Regions from separate parts of the Rattus norvegicus genome. Here region 2 is linked to region 1. A link is a contact called in public Hi-C data. All regions are on one chromosome and are shown on one strand. Each heading gives the region's core, a stretch centred on a gene start, on an enhancer-like site or on the middle of the called end of the contact. The rest is flanking DNA. Distances are from core to core; before and after follow the strand shown. Region 1 holds the start of Nek9 (NIMA-related kinase 9). Region 2 holds the start of Fos (Fos proto-oncogene, AP-1 transcription factor subunit).

Region 1 (5,756 bases), core at 2,205-4,704:
TGATGTCCTCCCATAGATGAGCCATGTACATATTTTAAAATGTTGCAGTGTCACAAACAAGTCAAACAAGTAGAATTAATATCAGCAGTGTATTTAATTAGAATGTTATAAATATTATTGCCATGTCATCGAAATAAAAATGATTCATGTTTCCTATTTTAATAGAAAACCTTTGAAGTCCAGTGTGCATCTATACGTACAGTGTAAGTGTTCAGTGTTGCTTGGAGTTAGTGGCTCTAATAGCAGACAGTGGAAGTGTAGACTTTGCCCTTTAGTGACCAAATTTTTCCAGTAATTTTATGGGCCCTGGTGGTTTGCCGTTCACAAATTAGAAATTGGCAACATAGCACATTGTTCAATTGTTAAAATATGAAAATGGTCTGTTTTGACCAAAGGCCTTTAAAATAAACGTTGAGGATCTTAAGATTTATGGGCATTTACAGATTAGTTTTTGGCTAGGCATGTGACTGACACCTGCAGTCCTAGCACTTGGGTGGCTGAAGCAGGAAGTGTGTTGTGAATTTGAGGCTAAGCCTATGCTACATAGTTCCAGGCCAGCTTGGGTTGCAATGAAAGTTTTGTCTCAAAAAGTTAAGATTAGTTTTAGTTCACTCTAATGAATTTGGTGTGAACTTTCTGTATGCTCTAAGATGATGCAAAAGGACATTCCACTAATTAAACTTAAGATATACAAGCAATATAACTAAGGCAGTCAGGTTAAACATGCTAAATAGTTCTTCAATGCAAAAGGAGCAGGAAGATGAATTGTTAGACTTCAGCAAGACTTAATTTCTTAGACTGAAAGTGGATGCTTATAATTTTAAGTAATCTGATTTCCCCCATCATTTCAGGTCAAATATATAATGACTTCCTATTCTCTTTCACAGAGTAGTTTAGCTAAAATCTACTGTGCCCAGATAAATAAGAGGCAACTTTACTCTCGAAGTGCCTTCTCATCGCTGTTAACACTTTCATTTGGGTATTCCTGAGAACCATGGCCAGCAAGTTCCCCTTCTATCCACACCTTCTAAATGCCTTTTGGGAACCTTGAACTTTTAAAAGTGCTTACTTACCCAAAATTATTACTGCCTTGTTATTTCCTGTTCTTTGGAAGACTAAACTCCATGAGGGTAGGACCCATGTTTATTCTGTGTTGTAATCCAGCACCTGGCCCACGAAGAAGGTACTACCTGTGCTTGTTAAGTGAGAGAGCTCAAAATCAGAAAGATTTGTATCATCTAGGGCACTCAGAAATCAACATTAGTGAACAGGCATTCTGTCAGGAAGTGTGACATACTTGTGGGTAACAAACTGATAGTCACTCAACAACCAACAGCTCCCCACCCCTTTTTAAGTCTCTACTGTTAGGCCGCACACGTTTCTGGGTACCGATGATACATAGTAATGAGGCTGACATTCTAACGAGTAGAAATAGCAATAAAGCCGAATACATCAAAATGTGATAGATAAGTATCCTTAAAACAGCAATGGTAACAGGTTGGGAGGCCTGGCTTAGTTTGGACTGGATGTGAAAAAGAGATTTAGTTCAATGTGTGCATCATACAAGCAGACTATCATTACTAATGTAAACACTGGGTCCAGATAGACTCAGGCAACAGAAATCTCTTGTGGTCTACTGTCCAGATGCGGTGTGAAGTATCACCCCATGTTAAACGGAACACCGATGAGGTGTGGAGTATGAACTCAACCCTCACATCACACCAATCTTGTCTTCTTCCTGTGTGTGAGGTCTTCTTAGCTAACCTAGACTGAACTCCCAGAGTTCCTGCATCTACCTTACCACATTCCACCTGATCACCAAGCCTAAATGTCCCTCGGATGGATTTCTGAAATCTGAACCTCTTCACTCAGTGACTTTACCTCTTAGAACAGAAATTGCCGCCTAACTGATCATCTCGCCACCCGTCTTTGTTCTCCACTCGGCTTTCTGAGTCCTTTGTAAACAGAAATTAGGTCTTACCCTAAGGTGACCAAAGTAATAACTGGGCTGGGCACTTAAGCAAAAGGATGTTTTAGTCACTACCCTAGAGAAAGCAAGCTTAAGCAGATTTCCTCAGAAGACTGAGAGCATTGAGAGCCAGGAAAATGGCTCTGTGGGTAAAGGTTCTTGTCATGCAAATCTGACAATTTATAGTCAATCCGCAGAACCTGTGGTGGAAAGAAAGAAACTGCAAAATTATCCTCTGATCACCGCATACGTGTCTTGGAAGCACAACCCCACCCCACCCCATCTATACACACAATGATTAAAACACGCACGAAAGCTCTCTCTCTCTCTCTCTCTCTCTCTCTCTCTCTCTCTCTCTCTCTCTCTCTCTCTCTCTCTCTCTCCTGGAACATAGGGCCCTAATCACATAGTCCTTTACTTTAGTTTTCCACCGTCCACAGGAAACACCAAACTGTACAACCCACAAAGGGTACTTCCTGCTTCTACCCAACAAGCGCAACGGTGCCAGCCCCATAACCCCTTAGTTTCATCACACCCTGCCTTTTCCTAACTCTGGGACCAGACTGCAGGGTTTGATTCTCAAGCTCCTCCTAACTAGCTGTATCACGTAAAACAATCCACACCCCACCCCAACAGACACAGAAACCCTGTGTTCATAGTATTGTGAGGATTTGGGGCCATAATTTTCAAATAAAACAAAACTCTTTAGCATAGTCCCCACCTGGGCACCCCTGTGGTGGTCATAGTCCTGCAACTTTATAGACGACAAAGAAGAAGAGGAGGAGGAGGAGGAAGAGGAAGAGGAGGAGGAGGAAGAAGAAGAAGAAAAAGAAGGAGGAGGAGGGGGAAGAGGAAGAGGAAGGAGGAGGAGGAATTGTTAAAGCTCACAGTAGTTATGAGAAGAAGGGGGGGGGAATTGTTAAAGCTCACAATAGTTATGAGGTTAAGATAACATAATAAAGCAGCTGTATTTACTGTATTGCAATTCTCTTGGTGTCCATTCTCTGTTCTCAAATACCGTGTATGTCCGGCACCTGATGTTTCAGGAATGCTTTATGCCGATTCTGGAAGATGAGAAGGGAGGAGAGAATGGCATCAAGTAGGATTAAGTATTTTACAAGTTGTGAAGAGGGGACCTATGGTGGTCCTAGGAGAAAGATCCTAACCTACTGAATGAGATGTCAGAAGTTAAATGTTTTCAGCTTGCTCCATTATCTTTATGACAGTATCTCTACAAACAAGAGCCCTGCCCCACAAGTCAAGTGATTGCTAGCACAGTCACAGCTTTTGGTACTAACTTGACGCCAGGACCACCTCCAAAGTCTAACGTCGTCTGGAGAGCTGGTAAGGGAGCGGTCTGCTGTGGTCGCTCTTCGGCGTCCACGACACTCACAGGTGCCAAAGTCAGCGATGCCTTAGAGTGTACGGGACTCATTTGTAACAAGTGGGCAAGAGAAGGCGGAGGAAAAACCCCAACGAGCCGGAAATACCGAGAACTGCTTCCGGGTGAGGGGGCAGGAGCCACCATGGAAGCTCACTGGGCCGCAGTGTTGCCTAAGCCGGTGGCTTACGTCTGAGGCCAGTGAGGCGCTACGCGGCCGGCAACTGCCCGCCGTGGATACGCAGGCGGCTCACGCCGAGCTGCGGCCTCCGCCATGTCCGTGCTGGGCGAGTATGAGCGACACTGCGATTCCATCAACTCGGACTTCGGAAGCGAGTCCGGGGGTGGCGGGGACTCGGGCTCGGGGCCCAGCGCTAGCCCGGGGCCGCGAGCCGGCGGTGCGGCGGAGCAGGAGGAGCTGCACTACATCCCCATCCGCGTCCTGGGCCGCGGCGCCTTTGGGGAGGCCACGCTATACCGCCGCACCGAGGTAGCGGCCCTCAGCTCCGGACGCTTGCCGGGCCTCCCCGCTCCCTCCTTCCCGGCCTTGCTTTCTAGCACTGCTTGCTCGGAGCCCTCTATTCAGGCGTCCCCTGAGGCTTATGTCTCGGGCCCCACCGCGCTTTCGCTTCACCTACTTTAGGAAATGGGTTTGATCACTGCTATCACGGCGAACTAAGCGAGTCACTCACTGAGCGGTCTTTTGAATTTTCGTTTTCCCGTTTGTAATTGGACTTAGCGATAACTATCTTCTCCCACCCATGTCACCCCCAAAAAACCACTTTACACTTTAAAGGTTATTTTGAGATCCAAACGAAGGTGCTTTGCAGATTGAGAACAGTCTATATATAAAAGCTCACTTCCTTTCATACAGCTGTTCAGTGTCGGGATGGAGAGTTGGTGTGTGCTCCCAGATAGCCACACTGGCACTTACAACACACTCTGCTAGTTCTGTTGTTATTTCTTTTTCATAAACGATCACTGAGTTGGAGGATTTCCTTGATCACCAGAAAAATCATTGTGTCTTGTTTTTTGCTTGTGTGCTTTCTCCTTGCTTTTCATTCAGTGATTATGTAAGACAAATACTTTATTGGTGTAGTTAGTTCTGGGGAAACAGAGACCCCTTTCTTTAAGAACCCAGGGAAGCTTGTTATTTTTCCCACCTTCTTGTATAAGTTCTTTGGAAAGACCCATGGATCACTGGCTCCGAAATTAAGAATTTAATGATTTAAAATCCTGTAGTAATGATTCTCTTCCCCCAAACTAACCATAATTTGGGTTTAATCTCTACAGCTTAAAGCTCTAGCTTTAGGGTAAACATTTAATGAGAACTTGCTGAGGCTGCAGAAGGTGATTCATGCACCTGCAATTCTAGTTAGTGTCTGCTCCCAGCCAGCACTTTTTGTACTGGGGATAAGACAGGCTCTACCAATCAATGCTCAGAAGGCGTTCTACCACTGAGCCATAGCCCAAGCCCCCAGCATATATCTAAGACTGAAAGGTGGAAGGAAAGTAGTTACAAGAAAATATTTTTGTGTTCTTTTCTATTTTAGGAACCCATTAGTGGGCACTCTCATCTGTAGTAGTCTGTGTTCTTATTTGTGGCCAAAGATGAGTGTCACTACTATTTCCTAGCTTTTAAGTCAGTATATTTAAGTGGCACACTCACTCAAGGTTTGCGCACCAGTTTCCTATCTCTGTCTTATGTATCACGTTAAACTTGATTACTAGCTTTGAGTTAATTTTATCACACTTCTCAGAACTGTATGACGTTATCTCTGTCACATGGTATTTATAAGATGAACTTGCAAAGCTTTTTAGAAACAACCCTTTCTTCTAGGTTATAGTTCAGCCGAAGGCCAGTCATGTTAGTAACGGTCTCAGGTGTGGATATCCAAAGGAGAAAAAAGGACTGAGTGCTTGCCGTGTGCAGGGACTGAGAATGAGCCGTATTTACGTGTTTGGTAAAAAGTTTGAAGTTTTCAAAAGAAACTTTGAAAGGCCTTGCTGAGGTATTCTAAAGGAATGTTAACATGGGTGCTGGTAGGCTAGGAAGCAGTAGCTAAAGAATGAGAAGTATCCCAAAATGAAGTAAAGGTTAGGTCAGTCTGCATGGAAGTGACTGCAACTTACAAGGATTAGAAAAGCTGTGTGTGTGTGTGGGGGGGGTGTCTTATTCAGAAAGAGTAGATGAAAATTAAGTTTATGAAATCAGACAGGTATATAATACTTGGATTTTATAAGGACCTATTGTCAGATGGAGATGCTGCTGTGTACTTCTGTCTTCCTCAAATTCCAGCTCTGCCACAGGCCCCATTATTACTAGGGACCTCCAACATCCCTCAACAGAATCCCTGAAGTCAGGTCTTATCTAATACTAATACCTGAAACTAAGACTGTGCAAAT
Region 2 (5,756 bases), core at 1,243-3,742, 140 kb before region 1:
GCAGCTAGGGAAGGAGTCAGCCTCGGGGTAGGTGAAGACAAAGGAAGACGTATAGGTAGTGCAGCTGGGAGTGCAGGTGACAACGGGAGTGCACAGGGGCTCCAGCTCTGTGACCATGGGCCCCATCCCCAGGGAACTGCTGTGCAGAGGCTCCCAGTCTGCTGCATAGAAGGAACCAGACAGGTCCACATCTGGCACAGAGCGGGCAGTCTCCGAGCCACTGGGCCTAGATGATGCCGGAAACAAGAAGTCATCAAAGGGTTCAGCCTTCAGCTCCATGTTGCTAATGTTCTTGACCGGCTCCAAGGATGGCTTGGGCTCAGGGTCATTGAGAAGAGGCAGGGTGAAGGCCTCCTCAGACTCTGGGGTGGTAGCCTCAGGCAGACCCCCAGTCAAGTCCAGGGAGGTCACAGACATCTCCTCTGGGAAGCCCAGGTCATTGGGGATCTTGCAGGCAGGTCGGTGGGCTGCCAAAATAAACTCCAGTTTTTCCTTCTCTTTCAGTAGATTGGCAATCTCGGTCTGCAACGCAGACTTCTCGTCTTCAAGTTGATCTGTCTCCTGCACAGAGATGTAAGAAAGCATAAGACACAGGTTTCCTCAAGGACCCTGACCCCATAGTCCCAACCTCCAACTTTAATAAAGTTTCAGGAGCAGCAGCTGGTTCAACCTACCGCTTGGAGCGTATCTGTCAGCTCCCTCCTCCGATTCCGGCACTTGGCTGCAGCCATCTTATTCCTTTCCCTTCGGATTCTCCGTTTCTCTTCCTCTTCAGGAGATAGCTATAAGAAAAGGACCAACATTCAATAAGGTGGTCTAGTGTCACCTCTGTTCAGTCACCCCAGTGAAACTGGCTCCTACAGCACCCGCACCTCTCACGGTGAAGCAGTTTTTCTAACCTGCAGTTGGCAGGCTGAGTGTGATTTGCATTTAAAGTGAGATCTTTAGGAGGGGAACAAAGAAGCTCCCAAGCTAGAGAATGTGGTTGGAAGCTGTCAGGGAAACTAGAGTATTTCTTGGGGCCAACTGTCAGTGTCTGACGAGGGTGGGAAAGGGCTGCAGCCACGGTCCCTGGTCAGGAAGTGCAGTCAGTAGCGTAGGGTTTCACCCACTCTGCCGTGTCGCCTGTGCGTCCGTCCCCCCCGCCCCCCCCCAACTCCCCGCGCAGGTCCAGAATCGCTACTCACCTGCTCTACTTTGCCCCTTCTGCCGATGCTCTGCGCTCTGCCGCCTGACATGGTCTTCACCACTCCCGCTCTGGCGTAAGCCCCGGTCGACGGGGTGGGGAGTCCGTAAGGATGGGGCGCTCTGGTCTGCGATGGGGCCACGGAGGAGACCAGAGTGGGCTGCACCAGCCACTGCAGGTCTGGGCTGGTGGAGATGGCTGTCACCGTGGGGATAAAGTTGGCACTAGAGACGGACAGATCTGCGCAAAAGTCCTGAAACAAAACAAAAAGAGGAAAGCGGAGGTGAGCGAGGAGGTTCCAGACACAGGTGGAGCAAGTGGCCCTAGTGTCGCATGAAGCAGGGAGAGAGAAGCATTCTGGTCAGAGACTGCTTGTGTCTTCCTGTATGCACTTCATCCGAGATAAAAAGGTCTCCCAATATCCTCTATCCTCCCCTGAATTCCGCAGCTCAGCCTTTCTCCTCCATCCTACTGCTGCGTTCCCGTTATCCCTTCAGCATCACTCGCTCGAAAGGGGGTTTGTTATAAATATCCCTGACGTCTGCGCTGACGCAGGCGCTGCTCCGGAGTCTCCAGAATGAACTCGCTTTTTATCAATGAAACTGCCTTACACACCGGCTCGCAGCACCCTCCTCCCTCCTCCCTTCTCCCTGCTCCAGGCTGCCCCGGGAGGGGGGATTGCCGCCGTTTGCCGCCTCCCAGGCTCTAGTTAGCGAGTCTTTGCTAGAGACTTGTTGGCCCCGGCTGATCTCAGAAACAAGTCACCGAGAGAAGAGCGCAGGACACTCAGAGTAAACCTGCCGCGCGGGAGGGGGGTCACTAAGTCTTAGTATGACAAGTGTGCACGCGCTCAGACAAGTCCTGGGTTCCCAGGCTAGGGCTGCTCTGACCGCGCCAGTCTCCCTCCGGAGCAAACAAGGAAGACCCCTACTCTTCCCTGACAGTCACACCCCAATGTGCCCTCCTCGGCGACCCCCAGCGCGGACCTGGCGACTGCACAAAGCCAAACTCACCTGTGTGTTGACAGGGGAGCCCATGCTGGAGAAGGAGTCGGCTGGGGAATGGTAGTAGGAAAGGCTGTCCCCGGCCGGGGAGGCGCTACTGCAGCGGGAGGATGACGCCTCGTAGTCCGCGTTGAAACCCGAGAACATCATGGTCGTGGTTTGGGCAAAGCTCGGCGAGGGGTCCAGGGGTAGACACTGGTGGGAGCTGCAGAGCAGAGCTGGGTGGGAGCGCGGTCACTGCTCGTTCGCGGCTCCGCCGGCTCTATCCAGTCTTCTCAGTTGCTAGCTGCAATCGCGGTTGGAGTAGTAGGCGCCTCAGCTGGCCGCTTTATAGAAGCGCTTGAATGGCTTACTACGTCATGAGCGGAACAGAGAAACTGGAGGGGGGAAAGCGCTCCCGAATGCCCTCTGCGGGCTCCCTGTCATCAACTCTACGCCCCAGGCTCTCAACCCCCGTCTCAGTCTGTAACTTTCACCTATGAGTGTTCACAATTGGGATCTTAGAAGGTCTCCTGGACCCTCCGCATGTAGGATTTCGGGGATGGTTCCCCCCAGGACAACAGGGACCGGCCGTGGAAACCTGCTGACGCAGATGTCCTAATATGGACATCCTGTGTAAAGGAGGGAGGGATTGACGGGAACAGCTCGCCGGCTGCAGCCAACTCTGAGGGTGCAGCGCAAGGGGGGAGCGGGGGCCGCGGCCGGGGGAGGGGAGGCGGGAAAGGCAGAGAAGGCGAGCGAACATTCGCACCTGATTCAATGTGTACTCTGTTCCCAGGGTCAGGGGATGAGACTGGGGGTCATCTCCTTTCCATTGTCCAGCAATCTGGAGCTTTTTAAAAAAGTCTCTGGTATTAGGAGAAGCAGGCACGCAGCCCTAAAGGCTCCAAGTCTCTGTTCCCAAAGGAAAGCTAGCCCACATCAGACCTCTCTCCGTCCCAAATCAGTGCAACATTAGGCCTGAGGTTGGAAGCAGTAAGTGAAGGATTCTAAGTAAGTATTCAATAACCCGCTTTACCTACAATACTGAGTTCATTCATACATTCGTGTTTTAAAGGACGACAGCACCCACTCCCCGACCCTTGGCCACTTAGAACAATCAGGGTGACTGTCCCGGGAGACACTGACGGATAAACATTGTGCAAAACCACCCTGCAAGGATGCCTGAAGGGGTCGTTTGCTCAGTTTTGAGCGGAGGCCAGAGGGCGAGTGAAGGCAGGGGTCTGCTCAGAATTACAAGTGAGGTGAGCTCCCGGGAAGAAGGCAATTCGGTGCACAGGGGAGGTGGGGACCTGAATCCGTGCAGCCTGGAAACTGCGCTTACAAGGAACCCGCAGCGGGTGATTTTCCAGTTCGGACTTGGGGAGGGGGGGATGGGGGAGGAGGGGAGGACGGACTGGAAGCACGGTTCCCAGCTGTGCAGAGATGTTGGCGTCTGCTTTGAGCACAGCTTTGAGTCTTGGAAGATGGAACTTTGGAGATGCCGGGTGCTTCGGTGTAGAACAAACACACCCCTACTTGCCCTCAGTCTCCTGTCCTTCAGCAGAGGACAAGCCGGGTTAGACTGACTGGGCTCGGCCCCAGAGCGCTGGTCACCTCTGGGAAAGGAAACCGCAGATCCTCGCAGAACTCATGTGTCCCCTCTTCTCCATTCTGTGGATCCCAAGGGTCAAACTAACTGGTGGGCATTCCGAGACGGACTAGAGAGGATTGGGGCAGCGGATGGATCTTCAGGGGCCCAAGAGGTGCAGAACCACAAACCTGCCCTGGGCCGCCGCACCCGGGAGCTAGGCGATTTTGCTATAGATAGTAACAGCGAAGCGGCTGTTTACAGCAACACAGCGCCGCCAGGGCCGTCTCCAGGCGACGCCGCGCGGCCGGGCTCACGGTCCGCCCATCCAGGCCACCCGCCCTCCCTGCTCCCCAAGAGCCGTGGCCTCCCTGGCCAGGCTGCGGCCGCTCCGCCGACTGACATCACCCTCGGGTTGGGGGGCCGATCCCGGCTGGCTCCTGCCTATGCGCTAGCCTCCATTCTTAGAGATCCAAACCCAGCAGGAGCGGGGAGGGCAGGGAGGCGGGGATTCGTGGAAATAGGCCACTTGCTATTTTTGCATTCCCTGTCACAGGCAGAGGTGAAAACAGAATTTCATCATTGTATGTCATTAGTTTATGTTGGTGTGAATTTAGGCGCTTTTTTTTCTCACTCGAAAGAGGGGGAAGGGAAAGAGGACAACATGATGTAGAAACACAGGCTTCGTATAGCCGGTCAATCCTGAAGCGATTTCATTGGCCTTCAGTTCTCTGTGAATTCTAGTCTGTCATGTGCTTTCACTGTTCTTTACTATGAAAGGAAGAGACAGAAAGATTATGCAGACCTCTTCCCTCTTATTAGTTTCGACAAAGTAGGTCAACCTTTGAATTCCTGGTTCTGTCTGGCCTTGCCTTCCACTCATAACCACATCTCAGGGGCTCTTGGAGAAAAACCACAGTGATTTGATTTTATTTCCTTTTCAGGTTTGAAGCAGCTCTGGCCAACACCTCAAAGATGTGTCAAGATTTTATATCCAGGATTTATCTCGTACATCACTTACTTTGGCAATTAAAAACGAAAAAAAAAAAAAAAAGGTCTTTGGGTGAGCCTTCTCCTCCAAATAGCTTGTCTTTTTTTCCTTCTTGGCATCATTATGGCCAGAGAGTTGGACATCTAATACATCTGTCCTCTGAAAAGGACAAGCCAGAGACTGGAGAGATGACTTAGTGGTTAGAGCACTGGCTGCTTTTCCAGAGGACCCAGGTTCAAGTCCCTTGGCCACATGGCTACCCCACAGCCTGTGAGTCCAGTTCCAGGGACTCCAATGCCCTCATCTGGCATCCCTGGGCATCAGGCACACATACATTGCACATACATATATGCAGACAAAACACACACACACACACACACACACACACACACACACACACACACATATATATAACAATACAATTTTAAAAGGACAGACCATTGTCTTGTACCTTCTTGTGTTTGCCTAGCAAAGAACTATAGAAGGACTAGGACTAGGGTAGAGGCTGGCACTTCCTGTAGCGAATGGGGTGTACCTATCCTTACCTTCACATGGAGCCAGCCTCTGGGAAAGATAGATAAGTAAGTCAATAGAATATTAAGTGGCTTGACAGATCTAAGAATGGAATAGCCAGGGGCACAGTGAGGATTTCGAGACAGAATTCAGAGGAAGTGACTGCAATGCAGAGTGGGGCCTAAAACATCTCCCCTTCAGGTAAGACCAGGACTGCAAAGGTCAGATCATCATATGGGATCCAAGCCATCTAATCAGATCCTCCTGTCTCCTCCCCGACCTATAAGACACTCTTACATCTCAACTTGTTCATGGCCCCCATTCATTAGTATGAACGTCACACCTTAAAAACAGGCAGACCGGGGGTATGGCTCAGTGGCACAGTGACTCCTGATGTGCACAAGGCCCTCAGCTTGATCCCACCACTACAAAACCTGATAGCAAGCAGGAAGAAGAAATTGTGCCAAGTGTGTTGGCACAGGTATTTACAGC

What was found. A called contact is a pair of places that touch in the nucleus more often than the background predicts.
Region 2: a contact with region 1 is called in a Hi-C map of liver, with 3 times the contacts expected there. The contact joins the promoter of Fos here to the promoter of Nek9 in region 1. A contact is called at or near these places in 9 of 12 Hi-C or Micro-C datasets (the A7r5 cell line, Schwann cells, hepatocytes and 4 more) and 1 of 1 datasets of contacts at active chromatin or transcription factors (oligodendrocytes).

The regions. Positions count from the first base shown.
Region 1 is chr6:110,713,284-110,719,039 of GRCr8, reverse strand. Nek9 (NIMA-related kinase 9) reads left to right here and starts at 3,454. Exons shown (of 22, transcript NM_001106747.2): 1 at 3,454-3,840. The coding sequence starts at 3,625. It overlaps LOC102549675 (a long non-coding RNA gene), which reads right to left and starts at 3,407. Exons shown (of 3, transcript XR_010052290.1): 1 at 3,268-3,407; 2 at 1-3,033.
Region 2 is chr6:110,848,924-110,854,679 of GRCr8, reverse strand. It overlaps Fos (Fos proto-oncogene, AP-1 transcription factor subunit), which reads right to left and starts at 2,492. Exons shown (of 4, transcript NM_022197.2): 1 at 2,200-2,492; 2 at 1,188-1,439; 3 at 675-782; 4 at 1-561. The coding sequence starts at 2,340.